Linked DNA regions of Mus musculus: region 1 is linked to region 2. A link is a contact called in public HiChIP or PLAC-seq data. All regions are on one chromosome and are shown on one strand. The core of a region is the stretch at or near the end of the contact, and the rest is flanking DNA. Distances in the headings are between cores, read along the strand shown.

Region 1 (7,170 bases), core at 751-3,250, 75 kb after region 2:
CCCACCCTATGGTCACTGAGCCCCATTCTGCACCGATAAGCTGGGGCAAGCAGAAACCCCCTTAAAAGGATTCCTTTAAGCTTAACTATAGATTACCTTCAAAACTTCACTTCTGATCAAAAGAGGCAGCACTCAGGGTGGCAGGCAAGTCTGCATCTAGAGGGTAAAAGAGACTGTGGCCCCTGCCTTCCCTCCCAAGAAAGAATCACTTGATCAAAGATGTGGGGAGTGTCAAGGGTGATAAGCCCAGCTCCAAAGGGAAATCCGTGAGAACCACCGCCCTGCACTCGCTTGTGTGTGTGTGCGTGTGTGTAATAGACACCGCCCTGAAGTTCCTTCAAGCCCCCACAAACCCCGGATTCAAGTACTGACATCCACCACTTCCTACCGGAGTACCCCTGAGTAACACAACTCTACCTCTGGGCTTCATTTTCCTTTTCTCCAGAACAGGGTTGAAAGGCCTACTTTTCTCATTAGCCCTCTGCGAGGCCCAAAAGAATTCCCATAAACAGCGATGCTATCTAGGAACCCTTGCTGTGTAAGAAATGCTAAAACTTGTCAATTATGAATGGCCATCGCTGAGAACGGATGAGGGATGCAGGATGAGCCCGGTTGCCTAGGCTGAAGCCACAGAGCGAGCAACAGAGGAGCTCACACACCCCCAGGACTCCAGGTTCTCGCTTCAGCAGGTGCGCCAGACAGCACACAGGGGTGCAAGCGCTGGCTCCCAAGCCTAGAACTGACCCCAGGAAAAGCAGCTTCCTGAGGACCAGATGTAGACACTCGACTCGCCAGCAAGAAGGACGCCAAAACAGGATTCTTCTGCATACATTTATTGGGAGAGCTTGATAGTGAAAGCGAAAGACCCCGAGGCCAAAAACCAGTGCTGCTTATATAGGCCTAGGATAGGCATGTCTACACCAGATTGGTTATGCTTTCAGTACCTCATTTACATGCTTCGGGTCAGGCAGTGACTAGGCTAAAAGAAAACTCTACTGCACATGGGCACATTGGTTGTTTACCCATATTCATGGGTAAACATATTCATAAACAAAATCACTCCCACCCATTCCTTAAAGTGAGAAAATGCAGAGGTAAGCCAAGAGGTAAAGCCTCCAAGGGTCACTAGTTCCACTCTGGTTCAATTAAGGTTCAGGATCTGTATCTGCAGCTCCGTGTGCAACCTGTCCAGCTCCTGCGACCAGTTCCCCTTCAGATAATTCGATAAATCTGTACGTTTAATAAAAGAATATTAACATACCTAATGGGAGTAATGCACATATGCAGGGTTGATGCCACACAACTCATTTGTAGGACATCCATCATCTGTTCCATGTTATGTTGTAAAACATCCACTCTTTGATTCACTAACAATAACCCTGAGGCGATATGAGAATCACCACTTGTAGAGGCCCAACTCGCCAGCAAGAAGAACAACACAACAGGATTCTTCTGCACACATTTATTGGGAGAGCTTGATAGTAAAAGCGAAAGACCCCAGGCCAAAAACCAGTGCTGCTTATATAGGCCTAGGATAGGCGTGTCTACACCAGATTGGTTATGCTTTCAGTACCTCATTTACATGCCTCAGGCCAGGCAGTGACTTGGCTGAAAGAAAACTCTACTGCACATGGGCACATTGTTTACCCATATTCATAGGTGTCGGCTTATTGAAATCAGCGCCATCTTGTAATGGCGTTTATTGGCTTCCCACAACCAGAGGCTAGGCCGGCCTGCGCCCCGCACAAGCTCCCCACGCCCGGATCCGGCTGCAAACGCGCACCCTCCCCACCGCACCGCTTACCCAGGCTCTGCCTCCGCAACACCGCGTAGGGCTGGCTTTGCTCCGGCGGCACCCCCGGGCTCGGGGCCTCGGCTCGCCCTAGCAGGAGGCTGCAGAGCATGGGCAACAGCCGCATCCATCCTGAGCGCAGCATCACTGAAACCCGCACTGCACGGAGCGCGGGGACGCCGCTTCCGCCTTAAGCCCCGCCCCTAGACGTTGCCGTTTTTCCGAGGTCCGCCCACTCCGCTCGCGCAGTTGCCACGGAAACAGGGCGGGTGGGGGGGCGAGGGGAGGAGCCATCCCGACCAACTTCGGGGGTGGGGTGGTGAATTATGGTTCTGCGCAGAGGGTTCCAAAGCTGTGGCAAGCGCTCGCGTCGGGCTTCCCCGTGGAAGGCTTTGCTTTACACATTCATACATTCATACATTTTCGTATTAGTCAATGCAGTCCGAAGAAAGAGACACCGTAATCTCATTTTTGAAAACTGTAAGTTATTTTAAACAATATTTTCTTAAATGCTTTATTTATTATTATATATAAGCACACTGTAGCCATCTTCAGACACACCAGAAGACGGCGTCAGAAATCACTACAGATGGTTGTGAGCCACCATGTGGTTGCTGGGATTTGAACTCAGGTCCTACAGAAGAGCAGTCAGTGCTCTTACCTGCTGAGCCATCTCTCCAGCCTGAAAAGTGTAAGTTTTATGTATGTATTTTGCTTCCTTTTGAGAAAGGGTTTCTCTGTGTAGCCCTGCCTGTTGGAACTCACTCTGTAGACCGGGCTGACCCAGAACTCAGAAATCCTGCCTGCCTCTGCCTCTCAAGTGCCCCAAATTCATACAGATCTGCCTGCCTCTGCCTCCCGAGTGCTGGGATTAAAGGCATGCACTAACATGCCTAGCCTATACAATCATTTTTAAGGTTTAGTTTATGTACATGAGTGCTTTGCTTGCATGTGTGTGTGCACTGCATGGGTGCCTGGAGCTGGTGAAGGCTAGAAGTAGTGTGTGTTCCTCTGGAACGGGAGTTACAGATAATTGTGAACCTCCGTGTAAGTGCTGGGAACTGAACCCAGGTCCTCTGGAAGAGCAGTAAATGCTCTTAACCGCTGACCATCTCGTAGCCCCTTTTATACAATCTTAAAATCATACTGGCTGATCTCACTCTTGCTATGATGGTGACATAACGTAAAATTAATCATTTTAGCTACTTTTTTTTTTTTTTAGTTTTATAGCAAGACAGGGTTTCTCTATATGGCTCTGGCTGTCCTGGAACTCACTTTGTAGACCAGGCTGGCCTTGAACTCAGAAATCCTTAGCTACTTTTTAATACAATTCAGCTGTATTAGGCTAAATATAAACCAACACATATAGACCATTTCCAGAACCTTCTCATCATCTCAAACAGAAACTCCAAGCCCATTAGACCATAACACAACTATCTCCCCTGTCCCCATCACCTAGTGACCCATTTTATTTCTGGCCCCTGCATACTTATCTATTCCATATCAATAGGTCATTATCATATAAGTGGGATGTACATTTGCCTATTTGGGTTTTTTTGGTTTGGTTTGGTTTGGTTTTGGTTTTTCAAGACAAGGTTTCTCTGTGTAGCCCTTGGTTGTCCTGGAACTCACTCTGTAGACCAGACTGGCCTCGAACTCAGAAATCCACCTGCCTCTGCCTCCCGAATGCTGGGATTAAAGGCGTGTGCCACCACGCCCGGCTCTGCCTATTTGTTGAATAACTATTTTCGTGTTTTCTAAGCTAAACGGCATTGAAGATTGAGTAGACACAGAAGCAGATGAGACTATAATGTCACCAAAATCTTGGCATCCGGATTGGCCTCTTCAGGAGCTACATATTCACCTTCCGGAGGTTGGAACTTTATCTCAGATGAAGAGGTGCAAGATGGGTCGAGTGTGTAGGACCAGAAGGCAAATAGGAGAATTAAAGCCATCTGTGGCTAACGTAGCCATGAAATTATGGCGAGTGATTTGTTGCAGCAATGGAAAATACAGATTAACATTCCTTTCATCTCAGAAACAATCCAGAAAATAAACACTTCTGAGAATAATACTAGAAGGTATTTTCAAGTACAGCCATAATGTCATATATAAGCAGGACACAACAGCTGTTGGACTTTCAAAGACACCAACTGCCTTAACTTTAAAATGGTTACATGACAAACGTGCATGGGTGGAACATTGGCCTTTGATATCAGAACACTTAGAGGCACTAGGACAGCTGCTGCAGAAGCAGCAAAACGTTCAACACAGGGGACAACCAATCAGTCTTTGGCGTTCTCCTATATTTGTCACTAAGAAGAAACCTGGAAAATGGGGACTATTAACAGATTTGAGAGCTGTAAATAAGGTGATTGAGCCAATGGGCTCTTTATAGCCTGGAATTCCCTTGCCTTCATCATTACCTAAGGGATGATCTATTATAGTGATTGATTTACAAGACTACTTCTTCACTGCACCTTTACAAAAACAGGATAAGGAAAAACTTGCCTTCCTGGCAATGCTTATAGTAGTGCTCAACCTGTGTCAACCTGTGTCAACGGTGTCACTGGAAAGTTCTTCCAAACAGTCTGGCACTGTGTTAACATTTCCTACAGCTGTTATAAACAGTTTGCTCATTCTAAAATGTATCATTATATGGATGATATCTTACTGGCTAATTCTTAGAAGAAATGTTTGATGAAGCAGAGAGTTTTGCCTTGTTGGGGATTAAAAATTATTCCTCAAAAACAAAAACAAAAACCCCACAAAGAGGAGATTCTATCAATTATCTAGGATATTAAACAGGTTTACAGAAAACTTGACCACACAAAAGTACAAATCAGGAGAGAGCAATTACAGACTCTTGCTCACAGTGAAGCCCTTCATATTTTGTATGAATTATATTTTGGGCTTGTATTTTGCACAGATGAGAAATCCAACCTACACGGGTTTTGAACGCATGTTTCCAGAGTTCTTTCCCACAGTCTTATTGGCCGTGTGCCAACCTGCATCATTTTTTTGAGTTCCCTGACAGCTGCAGGCAAGTGCTGGTGGGGAGAGCAGGGATTGCAAGAAGGCATGTCTTAGGATGATGTGTGCTCCATTAACTCTTCGTGTTCCAGAAGGATGTGAAGTGGAAATTTGAAGCCCACGTCTTTCCCACCAGGGCATCGGCTGAGAGCAGAGAGCAGCATTTACTTATTCCCTGAACTGCCTGAGCACAGTGGCACGCTCAGTGGAGAATGACCCCGTGCAGTGCGCCTGCTCCTCTCTCTAAGAGATAATGGAACTAGAGCATCCTCAGAAAGTTCTGTGAGAGCACAGGGCTTCATTGCTAGACACCTAGGCAGGGAGAGGTGTGCAGACTCACAGGGTTAGTCTTTTCTTCTCAGCCCACCCTAGTCCACAGTTCAGTTGTCTCGGCATCTCTGAGTGGTGTCCTCTGTCTTGGTCTCTGTGCCCAGCCCCCCACCCGTGCAGTGGCTTCTCTGGTTGAGGGCAGGAGGACACCCAGGCACTATTCCCAAAGCTCCTCCAGGAGGCAGGAGCTGCTCAGCCAGCACCTGCCTCTCTGCTGGGCATATTGCTCCTGCCGGGGGGGGGGGGGGGGGGGAGAGGGGGTGCTGGCAGCTCTGGAGCTGGAGCACGGAAGAGGGGGCCAGTACTGCTCTAGCTCAGTGCCCTCAGGGAGATTCCCCCCATCCCACCCCCCACCCCAAGGCCCAGAGGGAAGATCTGCAGCCTTTGAGCACTCCAGTGCCCCCTGGCCTCTCACTCCAGCAACCTGTGTGTGTGTGTGTGTGTGTGTGTGTGTGTGTGTGTGCGCACACGCACTTGTGGTTCCTCGGGCATCTGTTACATGGGCCTGGGCAGCACGTTCTGAGCCCACCTCCAGCTTCTTTACTCACAGGTTCCAAATATTTGTGCCAAACGTGGGCTATGTATGGCCAAGCCCAATGGCACGCAGTTGAAAGAGAAGGTAGATGTTGCTTCTTTACACCAAACTTCCAAACTACCTGCTTGTGTCCTGGGCACCCTTTGTCCTTATGGCATGCCTGGGCTCTAGGGTATAAAAGACCTGTAAAAAGCGCTAGCTGCCCCCAGCATCCTTACAGACCCCAGCCACTGGCTTCCCTTGGATGACTGCAATCCCACAGCTGCCCCTGCTCCAGCTTGCAGGACATCTCAAGGACCCAGTGACATTGCATGGGTGGTTGGTTAGTGTGTTTTCTAGATACCACTCCACAACCCAGCACCCTGGGTTCCTCTCTGCATCCCTGCTGAATTCTGCAGGCCTCCCCACTGGTGAGCCCGCCTCACAGCCCAGTTTGCTGTTTACTGACCTTATTATCTCTGGTAGAGGTGAGAGAGTTTGTAGGCTTGCGCCGCACACACCCGGAGGTGTCCAAGATCCTTGCATAAAAAAGACTGCATTCAGAGCCCCAGGAGAACTCAGAAGGGTCCGAAGGGATGGCAGAGCTTGCAGACACCGCTGCTAATGGAGAAGGAGCAGGAGTTCCAGTCCAATGGACAGGGGACATGACTCAGCAGTCACGTGCTCACTTCTATCACGTCTGCTAATGAGCTTTCCTGCCCAGGGTTGGGACTCCATAATAGAGCTCTGAAGACAGCTCCAACCAGAGTTCCAGACCTCGTCTGTGAGCCCTGGCCCCCACTATGCCACCATCCAGAGTAAAAAACTCGACCCAAGGTTTCCCGCCACATCAGAGAAGGGAGGTGCCTCGACTCTCTTCCCCAATGCCCTCTAGGAAGAGAGGCAGGACACCCTGTTGTTGGTTTCTCTGGTGTCAGACACCAGCAGACACCGTCGTATGCATCACACATGGGGGAAAAGTCTGGGGAGGAGAATGGGAGATTCCTATGAGCACACATGGATGAAGAGATTCTGTCCCACTGTACCTCCTGAGACTGGGTCTGAGAGTCACCACCCTAGACCCAGACATGCCAGGACCCACTGCCCCATGCTCTCCCCTCTGCCTGCCCAGGCTCTCGGGCTCCCTCTCCAATGCCATCATAAGCATAGCAGAGGAGCTTGGAGGGAGAGGGACGCCCCATTCTGGGGCCTTGTAAAGCTGCTGCATCCCATGTCTGGAAGCAAGCATGGCTGCCCTGCCCTCTCGTTCCCCCACACCCCCTCCAGCCCATCTGCATACTCATGCTCCCACCCTCTCTCGGCTCAAACTGCACCTAGTAAGGCCTGCATCATAGGACCCACACCAGCCTCACCTCCCTAGGGCGAGCGGTTCCTCCCCCCTCCAGTAAAAGAACTAGCCTCTCTCTGCTGGGAAAGACAAAGACACTTGGCATCTCAGGGGACCTCAGCCACAGTGCTTGTCCCAGTCTCCCTCCCACAT
Region 2 (7,454 bases), core at 3,672-6,171:
TGTCGTCTGGCTCAGGGTCACAGGCAGTGTTGTCATAATCACTCTCCGGGGTGCTGTTCTGCTTCTCCAGTCTGGAGGCCTAAAAGGAGAAGGGGCCCATTAGTGTTGAGCATCCCTCCGCCCGCCAGGCTCTGTCACCTTCATACCCAGAGCGCATTTGGTACAGGAACCAGCCCTTTACTGGAAATCTAGTAAAGAGGAGTGAGTAGTAGGTCCAAAAGTGCCTTTTCGACTTCTGCGCCATGTCTTCTTAATTCACTAACAAGTCCTAAACAGACCCCGGTGCCTCCCACAGTCTGACAGCCACACGCGCACACACATGCACACCCGTGCCGTGCAGTCAGTAACAAACACACTTATCTGAACACACACTTCAGAGCTGGACTTAGCAGGCTCTAATTGCCTGGTTTCACAGCAGAAGAGAGCAGGACCAGGATAAGCTAGCTGCCCACCTTCAGGCACAGTCTGCGAAAGGAGAGGACAGGAGCCCTCTGCGGGTCCCTCCATTACTACATGTTTGGGAAGCCTGCACTGCTCCTGCTAAAACCTGACCCAAGGGAGGGTTTTCATGAGCTCTCAAGGAAGCCTTGCTGCCTGTGAGCCCCCATGCTGCTGCCTGTGAACTACACGGATTAACCCTGGAAGAGCCTTAGTTCCAAACCACTTTACTCGTTTTCCAAAATATTGATCTCTGAAAATACAGAGATTAGGTCTAACTGTGGAGGTTACAATGAGCTTTATCGGGACTGGCAGCAGCACTAGAGGTGGGGTCTGTCAGTGTGAGGGGGTGTGGCGCGGATGGCATCCTCTGGAGGAGCCTGGTCTGGAGCGTGTGAAGAAACCTCTCTCGTTGTTCATCTTACGGTGTGACAATCCCTCACCTGGATGGCAGCATAAGCCGATGAGCAATCTAAACTGATTACTGATTAGCTATTTCCAGCCGTGTAGCCAGCATTCAAGCCATGGTTATTAAAGTACACGGGTAGGTAGTTTAACTGATGCAGGGAAAGGTGGCAAAGGCTGCGACTGTAGAGGCTTTGCTAAGTCACATGAGATGTGCAGCCTTATCCAGAAAAATGGCTGCTAGAGGAAGTCGGTGGGGCAGTCTGCACGAGCCTGGGGTTCAGCCGGCTGAGGAGTGGCGTCTTGAGACCTGCTCCACTTTGCTCCCCCTCCTCCCGAGGCCCTCACATTGTCCCCTGGACATCCTCTTTCCCACTCTATGGACGATACTGAGCACTGGGGCTGGCTTCCTAAGTTCCACCATGACCCTTTCCACACACTGCACTTCACCCAGCAGGTGGTAAGTGCTGGCTAGCGGCTTTATGAGGTTATCTTTTTTTTTTTTTTTTTTTTTTTTTGGTTTTTCGAGACAGGGTTTCTCTGTACAGCCTTGGCTGTCCTGGAGCTCACTTTGTAGACCAGGCTGGCCTCGAACTCAGAAATCCGCCTGCCTCTGCCTCCCGAGTGCTGGGATTAAAGGCGTGCGCCACCACGCCCGGCTTATGAGGTTATCAAGCGAAGAAGTTTGTAACTTCCTGCTCTGTGGCTAAGTCAGCGGGTAACTGACACTAGAGAGAGGGGACACGGTATTTGTGCAGGGGCAGAGAGCAGGGTCTGGTGGTCCTGAGCTCAGAAATCTGCCCCCCTAAGACCTTTCCTACCTGTAAAGGAATGTCTGACTAATCTTTACTTAAAAAAACAAAAAAAACAAAAAAACCCTGATTTCAGACATATACACGCGCGCGCGCACACACACACACACACACACACAAACTGAATTTTAATTATGCTGGACAGTTCATTCATTGAAACTGCTCCAGTGGGGAGAGAAATCTAGAAGACAGTGCTAACACCCTCCATAGCTTACATTTTGGGTTTTGAGACAGTGTTGCTAATGTAGGCCAGGTTTATCTTAAATTTGCAATCTTTTGCCTCCTGGAATCCTGTATCTCTCTAAGGGATGCTGCTGCCTCCCCTGATGTCACGGTGACAGTTGGAGATTGAATACATTACCCAGAGTGATCAGAAGTGCCAGGGTCTGTTTGAGGATCTCAGAAGAGTGACACACCTCCACTAACAGCGTTCAGGAAACGCTCCTCAAGTACAGCGCACAAGTACTGACGGACTAAGTCCTCCTCCGTCAAAGTGCACAGCACTTCAATGAGCCGGCATTTAAGTTTATGGAAGTTACAGTGAGCATGCAGAGCCAGGAGTGTTAAAGCTGTTAACACGAGTGTTACCTTGTAGCTGCTCTTACTTCTCTGCACAGACAAACCCCAGAAACCTAAGCCAGGACAAAGCTGCCAGGAGGAGCTCAGAGGACCCTGGATGACGTCACTGCTCACTGTGACAGAATCACTTCAGTGACTGGTCCCTTTCAAAGCTACCACACTACAAATCAAAAAAACTACAAAATTGTATGATAAGACCAGCCTACCTGACTCTCAACATCATTATTATCAAACTGCGGGATTTCCTTATTTCTTTGCTCTTCCGTAACTACCATTTGGAACAAAGACTACAGTGCCCTTCCAGGGCTGCTCAGAACACCAGAAGTGCCAAGCTTCAAGAAGTCCTCTGACTTCACAAGGGCTGTAAGGAAACTCAGAGTGACCTGGTGAGCCAGTGGCCCCGGCAGTGCACAGGGTCCTCTTCCCCACACGGGGGCTTGCTGGGGAAGGTGGTGTCTTGCTTGCAGTTCCCTACTTTTTTTCACCCTTGCTACAGACAGACCGAGCTAGGAGCCGAAGGGCAGGCCTCTAACACTAGGGCTTGCCCCAGTCTCCCACAAGAGGAAAGCAGCATGCTCTCTGTGCACATGAAAAGAGTTTTCTTCTTACACAATGTCTGTTTGGGAACAGGGACGATGTCACTTAAATCTTTTGCACCCTTTAGCTGCCTTTCTTAAAGGTGGGTGTGAGGGAGTCCACTGGCGTGAGTCACACACCAGCAGAAGGGTCCGGCCTACCATTCCAAGTGGACAGCTTTAAGCCTGTAGCCACCTCTCCTCTGCATGACAGTACCAACTGAGGTGGGGCTTGTCAGCGGTGATGGTGCTAATAAAAAGTAAGTCAGCAGTTAGAAGAAAAAAGCTAAGATACTTTTGCGCTAACCCAAATATACTTTTAATTTCATAACTGTATCTCAAAAACCCTGGGTGGACTGCCCTGCTCTCTGTGACCAGTAGCCAGCTCAAGTTCAGTTAGCTTAACACGACAGTGCTCGGAAGATGTGCTCTAGGTGATCTGGGAGGTGGTTAGACAGGTGAGAGAGGCAGCGTGGAAGGCGCACAGCGTGGAGGCCCAGAGGAAGGCCAGCTCTCTCCAGGCCGGATGTGCACGGCTGCATGTGCCTGCTGCTATGAGAACCCAGGAGCAAAGCTGCTTCATGCAGGACAGAGGGCAGTTAGGAAGGGGCGGGGGCACAAAGCCAAGGGGTGCTGGCCCTCCTCCAGGGCAGACCAGTCAGAGTGTACTTAACCCTTCGGGCGCTTTCGTCCCTGGACCAGGAAAGTGTGGAGGGGAAGGAGGGCAGAGACGAAGAGGAGGTCACAAGTGCACTCCTCCCAATCTGGAAGTGGAGAGAGAAACACGCTTGGGAAAACATAAAACAAACACGTCCCCACCTCCCACTGCACAGCTCACACATGTCCCTCAGCTCGGTGACAGCTGTGGCAATGATCCCTAATTAGGCAAGTGGCCTGCTGGAAACCACTCTGCACTGAAGAGGCCACTTGTGCTTAAGGAAGAGATCCTACCGCCATCGTAGCTACACTTGGCACTCACTGTTAGCACCTACAGTGCTGCTTGCTCTCGGTTGGGAGGGACAAAACCACACAGCGCTATGGACGACTCTGAACAGGTGTGCACATCACCCTGGTCCTCAGGTCAGACTGGGCGGTACAGCCACAGCCTCACACCCACTCCCTCTAGGATCAAGTGCACTGTGTAAGCTACCAAGGTGAGGTTGCCTAAGTTTTGTTCTCAGCTCTATGAAAACGAGGCTCCTTTCACTGAGAACATCAGTCAGGTCAGTGACCGGTCTTCAAGCATTAAACCCACATAAAGAGAAGCTGAGACAATGGATTCCTGGATACATACGGTACTGCAGTCTTACACTGCTAAAGTCTCCAAATGTATTAGATCTTATCATCTGCTTCACATTACCCTAAGAAGCTTATTGAAGAACTCTATGTACTTTGAAGAAATAATTTTGACATTCCAAAGGATGAATACCACACTCTGAAGGAAGAACTACGTAAGGCAGTTTATGCCTGGAGCACTCTGTGGAAACCGGTATCTTTACAATAGATCAGTCCAAATGACAGACTAGTTTAATGTTTGAAAACTTGGCTTCCCAACACGTGCACCACTGTGGTCGGCGAGAGCCTACCACAGAGCAGACACTGTGGGCAGATGGACATTTTCAATTATTTACATATTTCCTTCTTTTTCCTTTTTTTGGAGATAAGATCTTATGTGGTCCAGGCAATCCTCCTGCTTCAGCTTCCTGAGTGTGCTGGTATAATGGCTGCTTACACTGCATCTTTATGAAATGTCCAAGTCATGCTACTAGCCTAGGTGAGGTCAGTAACCAGGCTGCCGAAGCCCAGACTCTCTCAACTCTATGTATCCAGTCACAGGGGAGTTCCAGCTCATAAGGAGGGCATGCCTCTGCCTACTCTGTTGTTTTTAAAAGATCATTTTACGTATGAGTGTTCTGCCTGCTTGTCTGTGTGCCGTGTGCATGCAGAGCCCTGGGAGGCCAGAGGAAATGTCAAATCCCCTAAAGCAAGAGTTAAGCTGGTTGGGAGTGGGCTATGTGCCGCCTGGGTGGCCTCTGTGACAGCAGCCAGTGTGGTTACCACTGGGCCATGTCTCCAGCCCCAGCCTCCGCCTATGATGAAGACAGACACTTCTGCCAGTGACCTTTACAACTGGCTTCTGTTTGTAGAGCTCAGGAAGGAAGCTCTACACAACACATGCCAACAGAGGCTGCCTGGGAATGACATCATAGAAACAGAGGAACTGAAGGGGAGGGGCTGAGCGAGAGCCAGAACGCCCAACTTTAGCCAAGCCCCTTCAGTCCTCAAGCCCGGCTTGACCAGGAGGGAACACACAGTCAGACTGCACAGCAGAAATGGGACACACAGCAGTGCTACTCACATGCGTGGGGAAGGGTTGAAGTCTCGTCCGGCTCTCCTCAGGGTGGCTGGCTTCTCCCATTGGGAGGTATGGCTTCTGGCCTGATCCAGTCTCGTACATGGACATGGGTCTACTGCCCCGGGCAGATGGCCGTCGCTTTAGGGACGAGTGGCTTGCAGTGTCCTTGTGGTCAGAGCCAGTCTGCACCTGACAGGCACTGGCTGTGGCCTGTCTCCTGAGGCTTGAGTTCTCACTCTGGAGAGTTTGAAGCTGAAAGAAACATTTGGCAGTGGGTCTGTGTTTTTGCACACCAGGCAGACAAAGCAAAGTCAAGTACACCAACGTAACACGACCTTGTGAGGACATAAAGCTAGCGGGGCTGCAAGGCGAAGCCATGACAACTCCTCCTCCTTCCGGAATAACCTACAGGCTCATGAGAAATTCAAGTCTACCCGCCTAGAGAGTTGTCATGGTGGGGCCAGAAAACATGTGCAGACCAGCAGTACTCTGGGTCATTCTAAAGCTGTCTCGAGGAAGAGATTCAGAACATTGACTCTGACTCTTCACACGGCCCTGAGCCATCTGCAAATGGGGAAGTGACAGGAGATGCCATGGAAGCAGCCCAAAGTGCAAAGCAAGAAAAGGTGAGGTCAGCCCAGGGGAAATTCCAGCACCCATTGCTTTCCAAAACGCCAACAAGAAAAATTAGGATAAAAATGTCTTTATTATGTAGCATTTTTGATATTCTAAACAATTCAAGCACATCTTTAAAAAAAATATAAGGGACCAAACCATGGTAAGTTTGCTAATTTAACGTATCACAAGAAACCGGCAACCTCTTGAACTAGGTTAGTGTCCTCACGAGAAGGGCACTCCCGAGGTCCACTGGCTTCCCTTGGTGATCAGTGTTTTGCTGCAGGGCTGTGACCTGACCTCGCTCTCCTTTGACCCATGCAGTTAGTGATGCTGGCCTTGAGTGGGCTGGGCTACCTGGTGCCAGCTCACTTTGGTTAGACACTGACACACAGAGACCCTGAGTATTCTTTGCAATTTTCACACGTGAGCTGCTTCATGAGATCAGAGATCAGCAAGGAATTATGAGGCTGGCATCTTAAATACAAGTGACCGTGTCTGTGCTGCCTCAGCCCCGCATTTGTGTAGCATAAGCTGGGGATGGTATGAGTCCAACTGCCTTCTCTGAGAGAACGTACACTTTGACCATGCTGTCATCCAGTGCCAAGGTTTAAGTCCGTAAGCAACCATGTCTGCACCAGGGGGTCCTCACTGTCCAATAGCAAGGTCATGCAGTATTGGGAGTTAACTTTCAAGTTTTATTTAGAAAGCACCAATCTGTGGGAAATACATCACTAGTGGCTGACCCTCTTCATTAATTTGCATCGTTTCCAAACAAATGTTAAATGTGAAAGATCAGATATAAATCACACTACTTTGCCAACTCTATTACAAACTTTAAAATAAAAACAGTACACCCTTGCTTTGTGAACAAGCCCCATGCTCTATCTGTAGTGCCTACCTCTACACAAGCATGGCTTCCCCGCCTATATATGTAACCTCCTTTGCAAAGAGGGAGAGCCTCTAGAAATTCTTGCATTCCAGGACAGACAAGTGTGTGGGCTGTCGGGATATGAATGGAAACTGGGTGGGGTCCAGAGAGAGGGAATAATACAAGAAACTATATCCCTAGATGCAGGGCTCATATGTCTGCCTGAGCTAAAAGCTCTCTGTGCTATTCTGAGCAGGCTGTGAAAGTATAAACGCCCTGAACACTGATGCTACCTCTGAAACACCCAGTCTGGACTCTGGCCAGCTGCCTTCTGAGATGAGCACAGACCCTGGTTTCAGTCGCCTCAGCCTCTCCCCTACACACGGAATTTAACCCAGGGCCTCAAGCACAGAGGCACATGGTCTACCAGAGCCTCCCCCTGGTACATCATGCCCAGGAGCTGAGACAGAGTCCAAGTTACTCAGGCGGGCCTTGAACTAGTTCTTAGCCCAAGAAGGAACTTGTGATTCTTGTATCTCAGCCTCCAAAGTAGCTGGGATTACAGGGCTGTGTCCAAATTCATTACTCTGCATTTATAAAAATGTCCTAAGACAGATTTTAATAATGTTTATAAGATCCAGGCTGGGGCTGGTGAGATGGCTCAGTGGGTAAGAGCACCCGGCTGCTCTTCCAAAGGTCCCGAGTTCAAATCCCAGCAACCACATGGTGGCTCACAACCATCCGTAATGAGATCTGCCTCCCTCTTCTGGAGTGTCTGAAGACAGACAGCTACAGTGTACTTA

The links. HiChIP or PLAC-seq counts read pairs in DNA pulled down with a chosen protein or histone mark.
Region 1: a contact with region 2 is called in an H3K27ac HiChIP or PLAC-seq map of microglia, with 6 times the contacts expected there. The contact joins the promoter of 1500011B03Rik here to the enhancer-like site in region 2. A contact is called at or near these places in 4 of 484 Hi-C or Micro-C datasets (the P5424 cell line, bone marrow-derived dendritic cells, bone marrow-derived macrophages and 1 more), 3 of 115 datasets of contacts at active chromatin or transcription factors (embryonic stem cells and microglia) and 3 of 9 other capture datasets (adipose tissue, liver and pancreatic islet).

The regions. Positions count from the first base shown.
Region 1 is chr5:114,811,976-114,819,145 of GRCm38.p6, forward strand. 1500011B03Rik (RIKEN cDNA 1500011B03 gene) reads right to left here and starts at 2,001. Exons shown (of 2, transcript NR_027817.1): 1 at 1,805-2,001.
Region 2 is chr5:114,733,865-114,741,318 of GRCm38.p6, forward strand. It overlaps Git2 (GIT ArfGAP 2), which reads right to left. Exons shown (of 20, transcript NM_001347400.1): 15 at 5,169-5,417; 16 at 3,484-3,573; 17 at 1-79. Among named protein-coding and RNA genes, the nearest start is that of Mir7028, 18 kb to the left of the region's middle. Within about 2 kb of position 4,922, at least 63 of the 459 cell types and tissues checked have an H3K27ac peak or open chromatin away from gene starts, as enhancers often do. A contact at or near this core is called in adipose tissue, bone marrow-derived dendritic cells, bone marrow-derived macrophages and 1 more, where this site is marked.